Regions from separate parts of the Mus musculus genome. Here regions 2 and 3 are each linked to region 1. Evidence: chromatin contacts called from public HiChIP or PLAC-seq and promoter capture Hi-C data. All regions are on one chromosome and are shown on one strand. The core of a region is the stretch at or near the end of the contact, and the rest is flanking DNA. Distances in the headings are between cores, read along the strand shown.

Region 1 (3,657 bases), core at 426-2,925:
GAGTCTTTCCTGTGTCCACTTGTCAGGCCTGATGTGGCACACTTGTGCGACACTTTATTATTATTTATTTTTGCTGTGACAAAAGCAAGCTAGGAAAAGGTTTTGTAGAAGCTCACAGTTGGAGGATATGTTCTCTCAGAATGGGAAGTCATGACTGTAAGAGCTCAGGCAGCTCGTCACATTGTCACCACAGCCAGGAAACAGATGAATGCTGTTGCTCACCCCGTTCCTTTTTATTCCGCTCAGGACCCTTACAGCCTATATTTATGGTGGGCCTCAATCAGACTAATCTAGAAACTTCCTGACAGGTGTGTCCAGATGTTTGTTTTCATGATGAGTGTAGTAGATCCTATCCAATATGACAACCAAGATTAACCATTTTTTAGACATGGCTCAGTGGGTAAAGGTGCTTCCTGGGACTCACAAGGTGGAAGGAAAAAAATTGACTCTCACAAAGTGTCCTTTGAGTTCCACATTGCACACCCCTTTCAATAAATAATTTATAATGAAATTATTTAAAATACTAACTATAGGATGGCTGTGGTGACTCTCAGAGTCAGTACAATGGAGGAGTCTGAGAATCTCCTGCAGTCTCATTCCTGTCTGGGCATAAGCAATGGGATTCCTATTGCCACCTGTCCAGCACTCCTTATATGGCCCAGAAGCATCTTTTTGATGGTGCAGACAAGCTGGAGGAAGTTTATTTTCTGGTGCTGGCTCTTTCACCTCTTAAAAAGTCAGGCAAATTCAGCAGCCTCACCAGAGATTTGGCTTATTATGTTCTCAGTTTCTTCCATCAGTCCTGGGACCTTGGTGGACTGCCTGATTTATAGGAGGGTCGTGCCTCTTATTCTCTGGACTAGGCTCTACCACATCTGTATAAAAGCAAGGGACAGAGAGTTCTGCCTAGTGGGTCTGGATCATGATAACCACCTTAGGTGTGAAGCTTCCTCTTCACAGAAGAGAGCTAGGGAAGAGCCACCATGATCTCCACTTCCTGGAGTGGTGGGCCAATCCCGCTCTTCTGCAAAATGGGTCCATAGGAAGGATCCAATGGGGCCACCTCGCTAGAGAGGGGAACAGGGGAGCAGAAGCAATAAGCAAAGGGGCCTGGATGAATGCTGAGAGGTTGTACTCCAGACAACAGTCACCTCGGCAAGAGTGGTCAGTCTAGCTTCAAGCCTCAGTTTCCCCATTTGTAAGGGAAGTAGGAACCTGGAGTAGCGCTTCCTTTTGTCCCAGTTTAGAGGCTTGTAAACGCCTCTCACTCCGGTTCCACGCCGGTGGCCTGGGGTAGGTCAGTCCAACTGCCAGGGCTCTGGGGCCGGTTTGCACAGGCAAAGGTTGACTGCTGTAGGTGCTAGTGCAGCCCGCTCCTCCCCTACACCCCTGTGTGACACTGGGTTGATCCCGCACTGGTGTCAGTGTCTCTGTCTAGGTAAAGCCGGGCTCACCCGTGAGAGCGAGATCGGGGCTACTCCGGTATACATTGGAAGGATCCTTCACCAGGCGGTGATACCAGGAGGTGTAGCGCCTGCGCGCTCCGCACAGCTCCGGTTCTCCAAGCAGCAATCCGGCTCTATCCCGCGCCACGCCCCCATCCTCCTCGTCCTCCCCCCGCCCCCCAGCACCGCGAGAATGCGCACGCTCTCTTGCACCGCCCGTCGCCGGGCGCGAGGCTCAGCGTGCGCGCCAGCGCGTGCGTCGTGCGTGCTCGCGCGCGCAGCCCAGCGAGCGGCGCTCGGGGGCCCGAGGCGGCTGTGGCTAGGCGGCTCCGCGCTCCAGGGCTCTTCGGCGTGACCGCCGCGCCCGTGCTGTTCTAGCCCGCCGCCGAGGCCGCTCCCGGGGCGCAAAGATGCCGGCCGTATCCAAGGGGGACGGGATGCGAGGCCTAGCGGTCTTCATCTCCGACATCCGCAACTGTGAGTGCCAGACGCCGGGCGGGCCTGAGCGGGGGCGCGGCCGGGGGTCCGCAGGTGCGGCCGGGGGTCTGGGGGGTTCGGCCGGAACGGGGAGAGGGGTGTGGGCCGGTGCGCGGGTCCGCTCAGGCTTGAGAAGGAGGGCTGTGGAGTGCAGATCGCGCGGTGGGGCGGGGGTCCCGCGCGGGCGCTTAGGGTGCAGAGCGCGCGTCCTGGGTGCACATCTGGCGGGAGTTGGTAGCCTGCTGCGGGGGGACCAGACTGGGGTGATGGTGGTGGTGTCCCAAGTCCTGACCCGAAGATGAGGTGTAGAGTGAAGATTCGTGCTGGTGAGTGGGGCAGGGTCCTGGAGGTGCAAATCTGGCAGTGGGGTTGGGGTAGGAGCAGAGATGTTAGGCAGAGATCTGGGGTGCGGACCCCTGGTAGAGTGATTGCATGTATGGGTTTGGACAGTTGGGAGATTGCCTGTGGGTGTTCAGACTGAGGTGCGGGGCTTAGGTGTCTTGAGATCTAGGTGTAGCGATGGGAGTGCGGGGCGCGGTGGGGAGTCTGTGGGGTTTGTGGCACAGTCGAGGGGTTTCCGGCCCTAGACGCCCCTCCCCAGCATGATGTCATCTTGGTCTTTCTAGTAATGGAGCCTTTAACCCAGCCTTTTCCAAAACAGCGTGGATTTCTCTTTGGGCGGGGATAGGGACACTATACGTCTCTCGGACCTGATTCAGGCGGCATGTTGGGCGATGATTAGATCTCACCCACTGCGATTAAAGTGACTCATTCCCCCAGGGAACCGGGAGCAGCCGGGTGTGGATGCTGGAAGCTGCGCCTGCTTCTCCGCTGAGCAGTTCTGTAGCCAGTGTCCCCTGGGTGGAAAAAAAAAATCTGCTCAAAGTGAAATGGGTCGGAAGGTTAAAGGTCAGGCAGGGCGGGTGCCCAGGACTTTGGCTTACAGAAACTTCTGAGGGTTATCAGACACCCCCTTACTGATGAGAAGAAAAGCCATTTTCCTGTCAGTTTATTTTTTTCTTGGTATCCAGCAAATAGCTGACTCCATGATTTTTGTTACTTTAGAGATTAATATGCTTCCTGAGGAATTTTGCCCAGTGTGTCGTCACACTAACACTTAAATTTATACTGTATTCCCTAAGACTGTGTGCAGGACCCCAGCTTGCCTGGGTCTGTAGGACTCTGGAAGAGGTAGATTTCTGTCCCTCCCTGCTCTGCAAAGATACAGGCATCCTTGGATCAGGGCTTACCAAAATTTTAGACAATAACATTCATAGTCATGAAGCATTTTGTTCTTTTCTTTTTCTTTTTGGTTTTTTCAAGACAGGGTTTCTTTAATAACCCTGGCTGTCCTGGAACTCACTTGGTAGACCAGGCTGGCCTCGAACTCAGAAATCCACCTGCCTCTGCCTCCCAAGTGCTGGGATTAAAGGTGTGCGCCACCACCGCCCAGCTGTTATTTTCTTAAAATTTTTGTAAAAAATTACATTTATAAGTGTTTGTGTTGTGTGTGTATGTGTACTCACCCACAAGCCATGGTGCCTGTGTTCTGGTCAGAGGACGTCTCTCTCAGAAGTCTGTTTCCCCTTTTCATCATGTGGGTCTTCAGGTGTGGCAGCAAGTATCTTTACCCCCTGAACCATTTCCCCAGCTCCATCCTTCTGAAGAGGGTTACATTTGTGCAGGACATTGAGAGTGAAAGCCAGTTTCTCACCCAACAGGTTACCACTTGTTA
Region 2 (3,657 bases), core at 786-3,285, 970 kb after region 1:
AGTGGCAACACTAGTCCCTTTTACAATGTGTCCTAAGATCAGCTGCTCATCACCCACAAGGGACCCTTTCCTTCACCCTTTGTCTTCCAAGCTGTGAGGACCCCAGCTCCCACAGGGCCACTTGGCTTCTCCCTGCTCAGCACCTTCTTTGACTAGGGAGTCTTTTTCTCCCAGAGTTACGTACACCATATGTCACATATAAGGTCACCTCACACTTAAATGCTTTCTTCCCAGGGGGAGTCTCAGAACCACCTAATTTTAGAGCTGGCCAGCAAGATAGCTCAGTTTGGGTAAAGGTGCAAGACTCATGAATCTAAATTCAATCTCCCAGTCCTACATGGTCTACCAAGTCTCTTCCCAAGCAGTGGCCAGCTAGGGAACTAATTTTTTGTTACAACCCTGAGCCCATCTTAAATATGGCTAACAACAGTCTTTACTAAGGAAAGGACAACCTTGTACTTTTCTGGTCCTTGTGTTCCTTTTTTTTTAGCCTTCGGCCTCTTGGAGGAGGTGTGGAATGGTACTGTAGCGGGCTACGGCAGTCCAGTCAGGCCGAGCAATGGGTGACAGAAGAAGTGGGAGAAAACCCCAGAAGTCTGATCTGGAGAGGAAGAGAGATGGGGCTCAGAACTCAGGCTAGGCTAATATCATCTGCTGCTGGGTCATAGCCACATTCATTTTGTAACACTACACAGGAGTGGATATGGGCAGGGATCTGTGCTCACAACTCACCTCTAATCCTTCATCCTAGGGGACCCCAGTGGTCATTTTGATCATTAAATGGGTGACCTAGATGCTTCTCCCAGAGCCACCATGATGGCCTCTTATAATGTGCCTGATATCTCCACCCATGTCTCCTTTCCTGAGCCCCCAAACACAACTATGTTGCCGTGGGGTACAGACAGAAACTTAACAAGGACCGAGGGAGCTGGAAAGCAGCAGAGAGAACCTATGGGGAGAGATGGGCCAGGAAGCAGGAGAGAGCAGCAAGACCACCAAGTCGGGACAAGAGCTATGGGCAGGGATCCCTTAGTTAGGACGAAGCTGGAGGGTCTCTGACCTGCAGGGCTGAGGACTTGTGAACAGCAAGGCCTTGGGAGGCTAGTGGCCTCTTGAAGGAGGTGTGGCCAGGGGCTCCTGGGACAGGGAGTATGCAGTGCTGCTGGGCTGCAAATGTGGCTGGGCAGCCAAGAAAGGGAGGGAAGGAGAAAGGAGGGGGTCCTGGGAGTCTTGCCTGGAAGGGAAAACAACCCAGTCTGGATTGGGAGAGGGGCCGTAGACTTCATACAAGAGATCCAGTCCACCCCACCCTTCCCCATCTCTGCTGCCCAAGGGATTGTTGGCGAGGCTGTGACTTAATTGTTGAGGGGGGCTAGGGTCCTATGTGGGATAGGGCATGGGTGTAGCCTCTGATGTGCTTATGTGGGAAAGGGGACAAAGAGCTGGCAGAGCCTAGAGAAAGACTAGGCTGTGGAACACAGGGTGGGGGCTATGTGGCCAGGCCTTGGTGAGCCTTATGGGGTGGTTTCGTCCAGTCCAGAAAAAGGGGAGTGGGGACAAAGGTACTGCTGGACCACCTACAGCAAGGGAACAGAGTAGATTCACAGAGCAGATTTGGGGGGGGGGGTACAAGGTGTATGACTGTGCTTGGTGGGGCCATGCAATGTTGGGGTGGGGAAACAGGATAGTAGTTGCCCTTTGTAGAATCCACCAGCCAGCAGTGCAGAGATGCGGGACTGCTCATGGCAAAGTGTGGTGCCCTTGTGGGTGGGAAAGCATGTACTGTAGGGTGCTTACAGGTTGAAGAACAGGGAGGTACACTATACACCGAGAGGTATGCAGGATTCTGTGTGGTGCTGGGATGGGGCAAATGGGTACAGAGTGTATGCCGGCTTTTTGCGGGGCCGGGTGAGGGGCGGGGCTGTTCACTGTTTTTATGGCTGAGAGGCGGGGTGCGCTGTGCCGGGGGCGGTGCGCAAGCAGCTTACGGTGCACGGGTGGGGGAGGGGCTTTTCGGGTGCGGGGTTGGGGGTGGGGTGGGGTTTGCGGGACACCGAAAGTGCGGGGCCCTGCGGTGCAGGGAGAGGGTAGCGCGGCCTCCGGAAGCGAGGGGGCGCTGTGCCAGCGCGGGCGCTGTGCGGGGCGGGTGTCGCTCCTTCCTGACCAGGAGGTGCGGCTGCCATGGCGCGGAATGTGTTGTGAGTAAAGTCGTGACCCGCGGAACGGGCTAAGCAGCCCAGGTCGGGTGGGTGCGGGGCCCGGGCCGGAAGCCGGAGGCGCCCGCACGCGGCGGGAAACCCGCCAGGGTCCACGCGGCAGGGCCACCTCGGCTTAGTGTCCTGGCTGTCAATCACAGCCAGCGGCTACAGCCTGCTTTGGCAGACAGCCAGGGCTGAGCCAGGATTGGCCGTTGCCTGCAGGACCCCTGGCCCAAGTCCCCCAAAGTTGCTACATTCACCGGTCTCCACGTGGCCAGCAGTGCTAGCCTCCCACAGTCTGAGCCGGAAACATGTGTTCAGTAAACACGTGACCCACTGGTTGGGTGGCCCTAGGTTGAGCATTAATGCGGTTTTGAGAGTTCTCGTGGAAGCAGAATTGGGGGGACCCTGCAATAAGAAGGGGTGAGGGCTGGTTCCCTGGTGGGCAACCTTGTGATTTCTTTCCGCAGACTGGCTGGGAGACCAGGGACCTCTGAACCAGGCCAGTGTGAGGCAGGGCCAGTCTAGTTCAGCTTTTGGGCTCACCCCCTGGCTTTGCAGGGAGCTGGTTGGACCCATGCGTGAATGAGTGACAGGTGGGTGGGGGCAGAGTGAGACCAGGGATGAGACCTGAGCTTTGAGGAGGACTAGGTTAACAGCCTACCAGTTGGGAACCAGGCTCCCAGCGAGAAGAGAGAGCCAAGAGTTCCATTTGAGATATGCTGTTTGGGGCTGCTCATAAAAAAAAAAATAATAATAGTAGAAAAGAAGTTAAGAGAGCCCTAAAAGGCCAGACCTCTAATTTGACCATTAGGTAGGCTCTTGAGTCATTGAGTTTGGCAAACATTTAGCGATGGGGCCTGCTTCTGAGGCTCCCACCATGCTACCTTGGGAGTCATCTGAAACTCTGGTACCTGCTTCTCAGCCCTGAAACTTCTCTGGTGCCCTCAGCTTGGTGCTTCCAGTGTGGTGCTCCCAAGACTTAGAGGTCTGGCCCACATGCCACACCTCGGTTATCAGTGTGACCCTAGGGTGGTCCTGTGTACCCACCCTCCACCTGGGGACCATGAACTATGAGTCTCTAGTAATCCCAGTCCTTGAGTTTCTCCTGTCCTTCTCCATGTCTGCTCAGGTGGGCATGGAGGCGAGCAGGACCACCAGGCAGAGATCCTGCTTTCTCTACAGGCCTGATAATGGTGGAAACTGGCTATCCCACCAAGTCCTGCTTGTTTAGATAGTTTTAGGTGTCCAGTGAGGTGTTGCTAGCTCGGAGCCATGTTGGAAACACTGTCTTCTCTAGCCCCCAGCCTGTTTTCCTCCCTCTCAAGGAACTTCTGTGGGCCCTGGGGGTGGGGGTGGGGGTGATATTTCCGGGCTGGCCACTCCCCAGAAGCAGGAGTTAGCAGCAGGCCTTTGGAAGAGGTGGTATCTGCAAGCTGAGTACCACCACTGCCCTGTT
Region 3 (3,657 bases), core at 517-3,016, 900 kb after region 1:
TTGGTCTCAAACACCTTTGCCTCCTGAGCCATCTTGCCACCCTACGATTTACTTTTACAGGAAAGTCACTCCTGTGATATGACCTGGGTGTAAGACCCATCTCCTCTCAGGAGTCCTGCCTTCCACACTGCTACTCTTGGGGCTGACTTTATAAACACTTCAGCTTTGAGAGAACCAGACTGGGGTTTTCCCCTTGGGCAGAGCTGGCTCTGCAGGCTTGAAGGGTCTGTGCTATTAGGGTCTGAATTTCCATCTGAAAGATGTTAGCTGCTGGATTTGAGGTCCTGAAAACTATGAAACCAATCCAGTCTGTAGGTAGCCAATGGTCTCCACCTCTCCATCCCCCAGCCCTAAGGACAAACAGGCCACAGAAAGTTCATAGATTAGTGGCTGGAATGCACCGATAAGGTGCCTGGATGGCGAGGCCCTGTGACAGACATAGGAACCAGTGAAAACCTCTTAAGAGGTGTCAGGACAGAAGTGGCATAACTCTGTCACCTGCCAAATGCATTCCCAGCCACTTATCAACAGAGCACTTAGGAGGGTCCCAAGGAAGCAAAGTGCAAAAGGAGAGAGAGAGGAGGCTGAAGAAAAAGCAGGCAGGTGTCCTGCCCAGTCTGCTGAACAATACTCACTCTTCCTGTTGCCCCCTCCTCAGGACTGGGATAGAGTAAGCAAGGCTTTGCCTCCACTGGACCATGTGGATAAGAAAGGGCTCCCTGCAGTCAGGCAGGCTTGCAAACACAGGTCTACCTCTAGATGATACTCTACAGCTTCTACTAAGTTTCCCAACACCCTAAGGCTCTCTTGCCTTTCTGCACTTCTCCTGTAAGACCTCATAGTGAGATTTCCGAGGTCACTCATTGCCCAGTGCTGGGAAATAGGGCACTGGCTCCTTTCTTTCTATCTCTTGGGTCAGCAAGCTTCAAAGAGAGAGTCTCTACCATGTTGTGGCTGCCTCAACTTGGCCCAGTGACACTTTAGCCCAAGTCCCGGGACTTTGGGATCTGGCTATCACATTCCCCATCATTCCTTTATAGTCCCTTTGGTTCCCTCCCAAAAGCCTCAGTCCTTCCTCTGGTGCTGCCTCTCAGGAGAACCCATGACCCACCCCAGCATAGCTGGGAACATCAACCGACTCTTCGACTGGTTCCAAATGCCCAGAGCACAGAGGCAGGATTAGAGAGAGCTGATGGAGCAGGGAGACAAGAGCGTCCAGCAGCTAGGAATGGAGACAGATAGAGACAAGCTCTAGAACCACAGACTAGGGGAGCACCACATGTGGGACCCTGGACATGGCTGGGGAGCAAAGGCTAACTAAGAGTGTCCAAGGCCATGACCTTGAAGCATCAAGAACTAGTTCCACCATGTTCATTGAGCACACTTGGAAGCACAGAAGATTTCCATGCAAAGCAATTGAAAGCAGTCCACGGACACTAAAGGGACCATGAATTCTGGACATTGTGGGAGACATAGCTACTCTCAGGTCTATGGACCAGAGTTGCAAGGAGTAGCCTTACTCACCTCTACCCTCAGCCCTTTTCTGTCATTCCAGGAGGCTATAGCTTGCTTGCTCAACACTTCCTGATGAGTGGTTTGGGTTTAGTTGGTTTTTGGTTTTTTGTTTTTTTGTTTTGTTTTGTTTTGTTTTAACTCTTCTTCTGTTGCAGCAACATAGGAAAAAAAAAAAAAAAACCCAAGCCCCATAGGTTTCAAACCTCAACCTGCTACAGGAAGGAGGAAGTGAAACCTGGGGCGGGAAGGGTGGGGGGCTGAGGCTCTAGGCCACCGCCCATCTACAGAGAAACACCAGGAGCCATAACAAGTGCACCCACACCGAAGACACCAGGCCCATGGCGGAGGCTGCCATCGATCCCAGATGCGAGGAACAGGAAGAGCTCCATGCAGAAGACAGCGAAGGGTGAGTTCCACTATGGGCAGTTTGCTTTGTGCCAAGTGCTGAGTAGGCAGAATCTCAGATAGGACTTAGATAGCCTTCAGAAACCCTCTCTTACCAGAGAGGTGTGTATCTCCTCTATCTCCCTCTGCAGCTTGGCCTAACTGGGAAAGGCTATCTTCCTGGCTAGGGTTCATAGCCAGAATAGAGAAGATGGATGCTTGGTGTGGAAGGGACTGGGAGTGGCTGGATATGGCCTGAACAGCAGGAGAGAGCAGTAGCTGTGTTGGGAGAAACTAGGCCTAGGAATCCTGACCTCATGCACCTATAGGCTTGTCTGAGGGGTCTGGCCTGCCTTAAGATACTGAGAGGTGACCAGGCCTCAGGGGTTCCCAAAGCTGCTATGTGAGGATAGAGAAGGTCAATGGTGTCTTATGGACCAGGCACTGTTGTTAAGTACAGTGGGTATGGGAATGAACATTGGCAAAGGTAAAGGGGGCCACTGCCCTGCAACAGACAGGGCTGGGCAGAGGCCTTTAGGCTGTCAGCTGCTTAAGGGCATCTGCAATTTAAAGGGATGTGAAGGGTGTTCCCTGTCTTTCCTGTGTTGGGTCATAAGGTGGGGGTGGGGGTAATGAGAAGGGAAGCTGTTAGTGGGTAGACATGGAGACCAAGCCAGGCCATTGGTGCCTGCCCTGCCCTGTCCCAGGAACAGGTCTCAGAAGAGGGTGTCAGGTCTTGGGGACAGGTCAGAGGCTAGCAGCCTCATGGGAGCAGGATGTGGGGGCTGCGGTCCAGGTGTGTAAGAGGAAGGGGAAGAAAGAGGTAAAACATAAAATTGCTACCGGAGCTGCCAGGCTGCCAGGGAGAGTGTGACTCTTAGGGTTCAGCCACAGGCTCAAGGAGATAAGGCCCACCTTAGCAGGGGTTGCAGGGTCTCTGCAGTTCGCAAGCCGGACGCCAGATCTTGGGCAGGAACAGCAATTCCTCAATCCTTATCAATGATAATGGGAAGAAACCTCACTTTGAGGGGTGCATGTTGGGGGGTCTCCACACTATTGCTTTGCATTTGGACCCTGGTTAGAAAGTTGTCCAAGGAACCCTCAGGCTAGGAAAGGAGTCTGAGGCTAAGCAGAGACTGGCCTGGTCTGGGTCAGCACCCTTGTGCCAGCCTTGGGATTCCAGGGCCATGTTGTTCCCAGAAAGGCTCTATGAAGTCTGTCTCCTGGGAAGGGGGACATGCATCGTGACATCCCAAGAAGGGCTCCAAGGACACTCTGCCCAGGCTGGATGAGGACACAAGCTGCGGGGTGTGTGGAACAGGGTGATCAGTCAACAGCTGTGACCCTGTTCAGAAATGACTGCACGTCAGTGCCCCTGCCACCTTGTGCCCATAGAAGGGCAGCTTCAAGCAGCCAAGCCAGCCCCACCCTCCTCCTAGGCCCTTCCTCAGCCCCCTCTCTCAGCTGTCTCAAATGCCGAGGTCTAAGCAGCACAGTGAAGGGTGCCCACAGCTCTGGCGGTCCCAGCCGATCCCTAGTCATCTTGCTGTAGGACCGGAGCTGGGCTGCACCTGTGCCTGTCAGTCAGGAACTCCTGTTCCACAATCCTACAGCCTTAAAGGGGCCTGGGAGCCCCTTAAAGACCTCCTCCCCAAAATGGAGGAAGAAAGAACAAAGTGCACCACCGACCTTTCAAAATGAAACTGAGACCCTGGAGGAGGAGATACTGTGCCTGCTGTACAGGGTGACTCACAGACC

What was found. Promoter capture Hi-C pulls out the DNA fragments that hold promoters and counts their contacts. HiChIP or PLAC-seq counts read pairs in DNA pulled down with a chosen protein or histone mark.
Region 2: an H3K27ac HiChIP or PLAC-seq map of thymic regulatory T cells shows a contact between it and region 1, with 5 times the contacts expected there. The contact joins the promoter of Mrpl23 here to the promoter of Ap2a2 in region 1. A contact is called at or near these places in 1 of 39 promoter capture datasets (the C10 cell line), 1 of 484 Hi-C or Micro-C datasets (embryonic stem cells) and 1 of 115 datasets of contacts at active chromatin or transcription factors (thymic regulatory T cells).
Region 3: a contact with region 1 is called in a promoter capture Hi-C map of the C10 cell line, with 2.4 times the contacts expected there. The contact joins the promoter of Lsp1 here to the promoter of Ap2a2 in region 1. A contact is called at or near these places in 2 of 39 promoter capture datasets (the C10 cell line and neutrophils) and 1 of 484 Hi-C or Micro-C datasets (muscle stem cells).

Annotation. Positions count from the first base shown.
Region 1 is chr7:141,560,505-141,564,161 of GRCm38.p6, forward strand. It overlaps Ap2a2 (adaptor-related protein complex 2, alpha 2 subunit), which reads left to right and starts at 1,676. Exons shown (of 22, transcript NM_007459.3): 1 at 1,676-1,922. The coding sequence starts at 1,856.
Region 2 is chr7:142,530,997-142,534,653 of GRCm38.p6, forward strand. Mrpl23 (mitochondrial ribosomal protein L23) reads left to right here and starts at 2,036. Exons shown (of 5, transcript NM_011288.2): 1 at 2,036-2,198. The coding sequence starts at 2,182.
Region 3 is chr7:142,459,046-142,462,702 of GRCm38.p6, forward strand. It overlaps Lsp1 (lymphocyte specific 1), which reads left to right and starts at 1,767. Exons shown (of 11, transcript NM_001136071.2): 1 at 1,767-1,921. The coding sequence starts at 1,854.